Linked DNA regions of Muntiacus reevesi: region 1 is linked to region 2. A link is a contact called in public Hi-C data. All regions are on one chromosome and are shown on one strand. Each heading gives the region's core, a stretch centred on a gene start, on an enhancer-like site or on the middle of the called end of the contact. The rest is flanking DNA. Distances are from core to core; before and after follow the strand shown. Region 1 holds the start of NFX1 (nuclear transcription factor, X-box binding 1). Region 2 holds the start of SMU1 (SMU1 DNA replication regulator and spliceosomal factor).

Region 1 (3,302 bases), core at 235-2,734, 200 kb after region 2:
CAGTACCACTTCTTTGCTTAGAACCTTTTAACGTCCTGTTGCTCTTGGAATAAAATCCATTATCACATGATCTAATTACCTACCTCCAGTTTCATATTGTGCCACTCTCCTTGCTCATTGCTCTCCAGCGCATATTTCAATAATTTTAACACTTCAAGCCCTTTTCTTCCTCCATAACTTTTGCACCTGCTTCCTTCTGCTATTCCCTCTGAATCTTCACATAATTGATCATTCTCATGATATCCTTCTACACAAAGAAGGCTGGCCATCTTTTCTGGAGCGGATACTAGTAAGTCACTGTTACCCTGCTTATTTCTTTGACAACCCAAATCACTAGTTTGTAAATAAACTTAGCCTTAAAATAATTTTTATAATTATTTCTGGCCACAGGGGCATCCTCCTTTCTGCACCTTCCCGTTGCCACACCTGGGATTTCCATTTGGGGGAGGGCAGGGCTGCTCCCTGACTTCATTTGCTTGGGCCTCTCATTGCAGTGGCTTCTCTAGCCGCGGAGCACAGGGGACTAGGGCACACCAGCTTCCGTGGTCGCAGCACTCTGGTTCAGTAGTTGTGGTGCACCAGCTTAGGAGCCCAGAAGCATGTGGGATCTTCCTAGACCAGGGGTCAAACCCATGTCCCCTGTGTTGGCAGGTGGATACCTAACCACTGAACCACCAGGGAAGTCCCAAATTACTTCGTTTTAACCTTCCCTACTAGTCAATGCACTTCATTGAGGGCAGGGACCTTGTCTGTCTTTTTCACATTAACCTCCAGCAGTTAAAGCAATGTCTAAAAGTATGCATTAGACTGTGAATGAATGACTCTTATTTTGTGTTCTTGGGGAAGTCTGGAGCAGTGAATTACTTTACAAATGCAGATGCTTCATACTTAAATACTGTGTTCTCGTTAGTAGAGCAAAAGCAAAACACACAAATGAAAAAATCCCACACACTCAAAAAAAAAAAAACCCAAACATTTTGTACTTTTTTTTTTTTCCATTTTGTACTTTAAAAATGATCAGTGCCCCCAAACTTACCCCCCTCTCACATTGAGTCCCTCTTTATCTGCCCTTTCAAGTGCTTTATCATTTCTAATAAATGGGTTTTTGTTTCTCAGCTGATTGTACGAGCCTTTTATCGTTTGTTTTGCAGACATCTTATTCCCCTTTCTACCTTTTGACTACTTCGTTTTTGTTTTAATCCAAGTCTGATTCACTCTAGTAAGGAGGTGCTGTCTGACGTGACTCCAGAAAACCAGGCGAGGCTGGTTGGGTGGGCGGGTTAAAGGGCACGGTAGCAGGAGAGAACAGTGACTCTCAAAAGGAAAACAACTATTGATTGTGCAAGACCGGGCATGCCTATCCTCCCGGGATCTTGGCTACCTACAGCTACTAGTACCCTGCTTCAGCCCGGCGCCGGGCGCGTCTGTCTGACGTCACCGACGCTCCGCACAGTTGACTCAGACCGCGCAAACTCCGTGGCCGTCTACCGGGCGCGCAGAAGCGAATATTCTCGCGGCGCCGGAAGTCCAGAGCACATGACCGGGTGACAGCGCTCGCTGGGCTGCAGGGCTCGCTTTAGGTGTTGCGGCACGGGATGGCGGAGGCGCCTCCTGTCTCAGGTACTGTACTACCTTGCAGGACTGGGCCCCTCTCCGGGAGCGGAAATTGAGTCAGTGACGAGTCCCAGGGCACCGGCCATTCGTATCGCGAGAGTGGCACGTACACGAGTTGGGGATAGTGGCTCGGAAGGGCCAAGCACGCGCGTCGTGCGTACCGAGGTCTTAACCATCCTTGGCTGGTGGTGAAGCCCGGCATCTGGGTTTCCAAGGAGAGTCAGTTTGTCCCACTGAGTCGATGCGGGTGTCCCGCCCTCTCCAGGGGTCATCCCGGCCTTCCTGGGGCAGTGATATCCGACAGGCGGGCGTCGGCCCGTGACGGTGGCTGGCTTTCGACGCGCGGCGGGATTGCTCGCTGCGCTTGAGATGTATTCGTGCGTCCTGGGGCAGCAGCGCGGGCGCGAGCCGAACACTCGTGGTTTCCAGTCTCAGCTTGCCATGAGCTCGCAATGTGAAGTCTCGTTTTTGTCATCTGTGATTTGGGAGTAAATAAGTCAATTACTCTGAAGGTTCCCGCCGCTACTGTACGTGTTACGCAATTGTTAGCTTATTTTCCCTCCCAGAGTTGTCTGTATGTGTAGAGACAACCTCATCTGGCTGTTAATGTAACACGATTTCCAGTTACTTCAGGGTACCTTGGATCTTTTGTTTTCCCAACTCGTTGGACAGTGACGGGAAAGGAGCACTTTACATAGTGATCTCAGCGCACACAAATATAAAAACGAACCAGAAATTTCAGGAAGCAGTGGTTTTCCTTATTATCTCCAGTACACTCTATACTACATATTTCGTTGGAAAAAATTCTTGTCATAACCCACTACATAATTTGATTTCATGATCCACTCCTGAAAAACGGCAGCGATTTGCAGCATGAGGTTCGTGAACAGTCATTAATTTGAGCCTTAGTTCTGCTATCTCCCAGCTGTCCGGGCACCAAGAAGCCTATATATGTATTTGTGTACTTGGTGGCAGGTAAAATGTATTTATTACTGTGGATCTTGGTCAAAAACGTTGGCTAACACACTGCATTGGTGTACCCTAGTCCATTTTTTGTTTGTGTACCCTAGTTCTGATATAGGTATTAATTCATCTTGGAGGATACACATTTAGCCTGGTGTTTTGTTTTTCTCCCACTCACTCTTTTCCCAGATCCCCTAAATTGGAACCCTTGGTCTTCCTATCTTTAGGCTCACATCTGGCCCATTTCTGCACCATTCAGTGTTTGAAGCAGAAATGAGTGGGTCTAGTTGTGAATCTTATTTTTGGTCTCTGGTGTTGCTCTCCAGGTTACAACCTCTGTCCCATCTATTGAGGCAAAGTCCGATAGTCCAAAGAGCACCCCACTTTGTCTCCTGTACCTTAGTTTGCTTTTGCCTTAGTTCCATTTCCAGTTCTTATTTCAGCATTATCTCTAGCCCACATCTCCATCCTCACTCCAGTGTAATTCTCTTACCTGCTGTTTTCCTGAAACACCAAGGGGTATCTTTCTACCCATGGATAGACTCTCCAGTGCCAACTTTGTCTCTGGACTTTATAATCTGCAGTTGGATTTTCCCTTACTCTGCTCCACCCACCTGTAGGTCACCCACCATGGTGTTATCTTGGATCTTTAGTGCCACTTGCACTATAGCCAAGCCTTGGGGATGAGATATGCTATTTAGTAACTTCAACTGCTCAAAATAGTG
Region 2 (3,219 bases), core at 619-3,118:
TTCACCTCCTGCCTTCAATCCTTCTCAGCACCAGGGTCTTTTCTAATGAGTCTGCTCTTTGCAACAGGTGGCCAAAGTAGTGGAGCTTCAGCATCAGTCCTTCCAATAGCCCAGATAAGAAAGCAAACTCCCTCTTCTTAAAAATAGTTCTTGCAGAAGGGAACTGAATACTGCTACTCACAGTGGTCTTTTCTCTCATGGGCCTGTTAAGAGACCCCAGCTTGGATCCTGCTGTTCCAGCACCACAGTTTCCCACAGCACACTTCCATTTACACTCCCACAATGAGACACCATGCTTGCAAAGAACTCCTATTTGCTAGAGCCAAAATCAAATTCACTTTCTTCTTTGTGTAATACATAAGAGTTAAACGTTTTGGAGATAGATTGGGATTTGAATCAGAGCTCTGCACTTACTGTGACTTTGGACAAGTCAGTTAAGGTCTCTTTGCCTATTTCCTCATTTGTTAAGAAAAATACCTACTCTGTAGGGTATACAGACCAGTCTGTAGGGCTGATCAAAGAGAAGATGACACTGTTTACAGTGTGACTAGCAGAGAAAATACTTAACACAGCAATTATTGATAATAAAAAAACATGCAGCAGCTCAGGGCTGGGAGAATGATCTGTTCCCACTTTTAATTCAGGGTCTGAAGCATGGAATCCTTTCCAATTCCTGCCAACTCCTAGTTGTCTTCATCCCCAGCACTCTCCATCACCCTTCTTTTACTTTTCTCCACAACACTTACCACCATCTGTAAGCCTATTTTACTTACTGCTTTTGTCTGTTTTCCTTCCTCTTTCTATAAGGGCAAGGACTTTGGTCTGCTTCATTCACTACCATATTCCCAGGGTCTAGAGCAAGTACACAGCAGACTTCAATATCTCCTGAATGAATAAACCTCCCTTCCTCCTATGGCAGATCTTGAGGACAAGTCCTCTCCCTTAACTCATGTTAAGTCTGCCGATTTAATTATTAAGCGTTAGCAAGAGCAAGTAGAGGATGGAGTCCTGGAGAAGTTCACCGAAGACTTTCTTCAGTCACTCATTAGTACCCCTCTCCCCCAAATCTATCATTCTCCTGACCCAATTTCCACATTCTGTCCCTCCCTTGGGGCTACACAAAGCTCACGGGTCAACCAAAATTCAGCGCCACACGGAACCGGATAAAAGAGCTAGTCGTTCTTTCATTCCAAAGACAACTATTGAGCCTCTAGATGTACTAGGAACCGAGACTGTGATGAAAAGCAGCCCCCAGGCGCCGACACAGGCTAGAAGGGTGGGCAAACGGTGACACTACCCGATTAAGAGCTAGGCAGAAGAAACCAGAGGACCGTGTAAGCACACCAAACCACCGTGCTCAAGGGGGCAGGAAGAGAGGGCAGGCTAAGAGTGCGGCCCCCTGTGCAGATGAGACCGGAGTCCTGACTGGATGGCTAATCTGCTCAGTCTCAGGGCGCATCAGGAGTCGGCGAGGGCTAGAACTCAAGTTTTGCGGGCACATCCTACCCCTAGCCCCGCGCCGCCTTCCACCGGGCTTTGGGCTTTCCGTTCGCTACTTTCTTGTGGGTCCGCCCCTGAAGCAGTCAGATCCCAGAAGCTTCTTTGTGGGGAAGTAAATACCCCTCCACTGCCCAACCTCTCGGACGCCTCCCTCGAGCAGCGTCCACCCCTCAACTCATCGACTCCCGGCCCGGCCACTTCGCGAACATCCGACACCACGAGACTCACTCTGAGGACTCGATTTCGATCGACATAGCGTTGTCTTTCCGGGCGCAGGCCCCACTCCACTCTCAGGCCCAGTCGCGCAACGCACCAACGACACCTCCGGCGACCCACGTACGTCACTTCCGGCGACGTCGACGCCCGCTCTGGAGGCGGTGTGTACGGAAGAGGAGCGAGGACTACGTGTGGGGCGGGGCATAGCGGGGCGGGACCTGCAGGCGGGGCTGTGCGGGGCGGAGCTTCGAGGGTCTTTCAGAAGTCTGAACCTAAGCGCCAGGTCCAGAGCATTCTTCATTCTCCCTAAAGAAAGAGTTGTTCTTAAACGACTGGTTTTCAAATGCTGCCTTTTAAATTTTTAGTTAGTTTAGATTTAAAGATAGGGCTGGCAGACATAGAGAACTGACTTGTGGACACAGTGGAGGAAGGAGAGGGTGGGATGAATTGAGAGTACAGTAGAATCATATATATTACTATAAACATAATAGATAGCTAGTGGGAATTTGCTGTCTGACTCAGGGAGCTCAACCCAGTGCTCTGTGACAACCTAGATGGGTGGGATGGGGTGGAAAGTCGGAGGGAGGTTCAAGAGAGAGGGGACATGTGTATCAGTTCAGTTCAGTTCAGTTGCTCAGTCTATCCGATTCTTTGCAGCCCCATGGATTGCTGCACACAGGCTTCCTTGTCCATCACCAATTCCCGGAGCTTGCTCAAACTCATGTCCATCGAGTCGGTGATACCATCCAATCAACTCATCCTCTGTCATCCCCATCTTCTCTGCCTTCAATCTTTCCCAGCATCAAGGTCTTCTCCAGTGAGTCAGTTCTTCGAAACAGGTGACCAAAGTATTGGAGCTTCAGCTTTAGCATCAGTCCTTCCAATGAATATTAAGGACTGAGTTCCTCTAGGATTGACTGGTTGGATCTCCTTGCAGTCCAAGGGACCCTCAAGAGTCTTCTCCAAGACCACAGTTCAAAAGCGTCAATTCTTCAGCGCTCAGCTTTCTTTATGGTACAACTCTCACATCCGTACATGACTACTGGAAAAACCATAGCCTTGACTAGATGGACCTTTCTCAGTAAAGTAATGTCTCTGCTTTTTAATATGCTGTCTAGATTGGTCATAACTTCTTTTCCAAGGAGCATGAGTCTTTTAATTTCATGGCTGCAGTCAACATCTGCAGTGATTTTGGAGCCTAAGAAAATAAAGTCTGTCACTTTTTCCATTGTTTCCCCATATATTTGCCTTGAAGTGATGGGACCAGATGCCATGATCTTAGTTTTCTGAATGTTGAGTTTTAAGCCAGCTTTTTCACTCTCCTCTTTCACGTTCATCAAAAGGCTCTTTAGTTCTTCACTTTCTGCCATAAGGGTGGTGTCATCTGCATATCTGAGGTTATTGATATTTCTCCTGGCAATCTTGATTGCAGCTTGTGCTTCATCCAGCCCAGTGTTTCTCATGATGTACTCTGCATTTAAGTTAAAATAAGCAGGGTAACAA

What was found. A called contact is a pair of places that touch in the nucleus more often than the background predicts.
Region 1: a Hi-C map of muscle shows a contact between it and region 2, with 3 times the contacts expected there. The contact joins the promoter of NFX1 here to the promoter of SMU1 in region 2. A contact is called at or near these places in 2 of 3 Hi-C or Micro-C datasets (blood and muscle).

Annotation. Positions count from the first base shown.
Region 1 is chr10:7,668,594-7,671,895 of mMunRee1.1, forward strand. It overlaps NFX1 (nuclear transcription factor, X-box binding 1), which reads left to right and starts at 1,485. Exons shown (of 24, transcript XM_065946629.1): 1 at 1,485-1,620. The coding sequence starts at 1,596.
Region 2 is chr10:7,471,383-7,474,601 of mMunRee1.1, forward strand. It overlaps SMU1 (SMU1 DNA replication regulator and spliceosomal factor), which reads right to left and starts at 1,869. Exons shown (of 12, transcript XM_065947198.1): 1 at 1,729-1,869. The coding sequence starts at 1,754.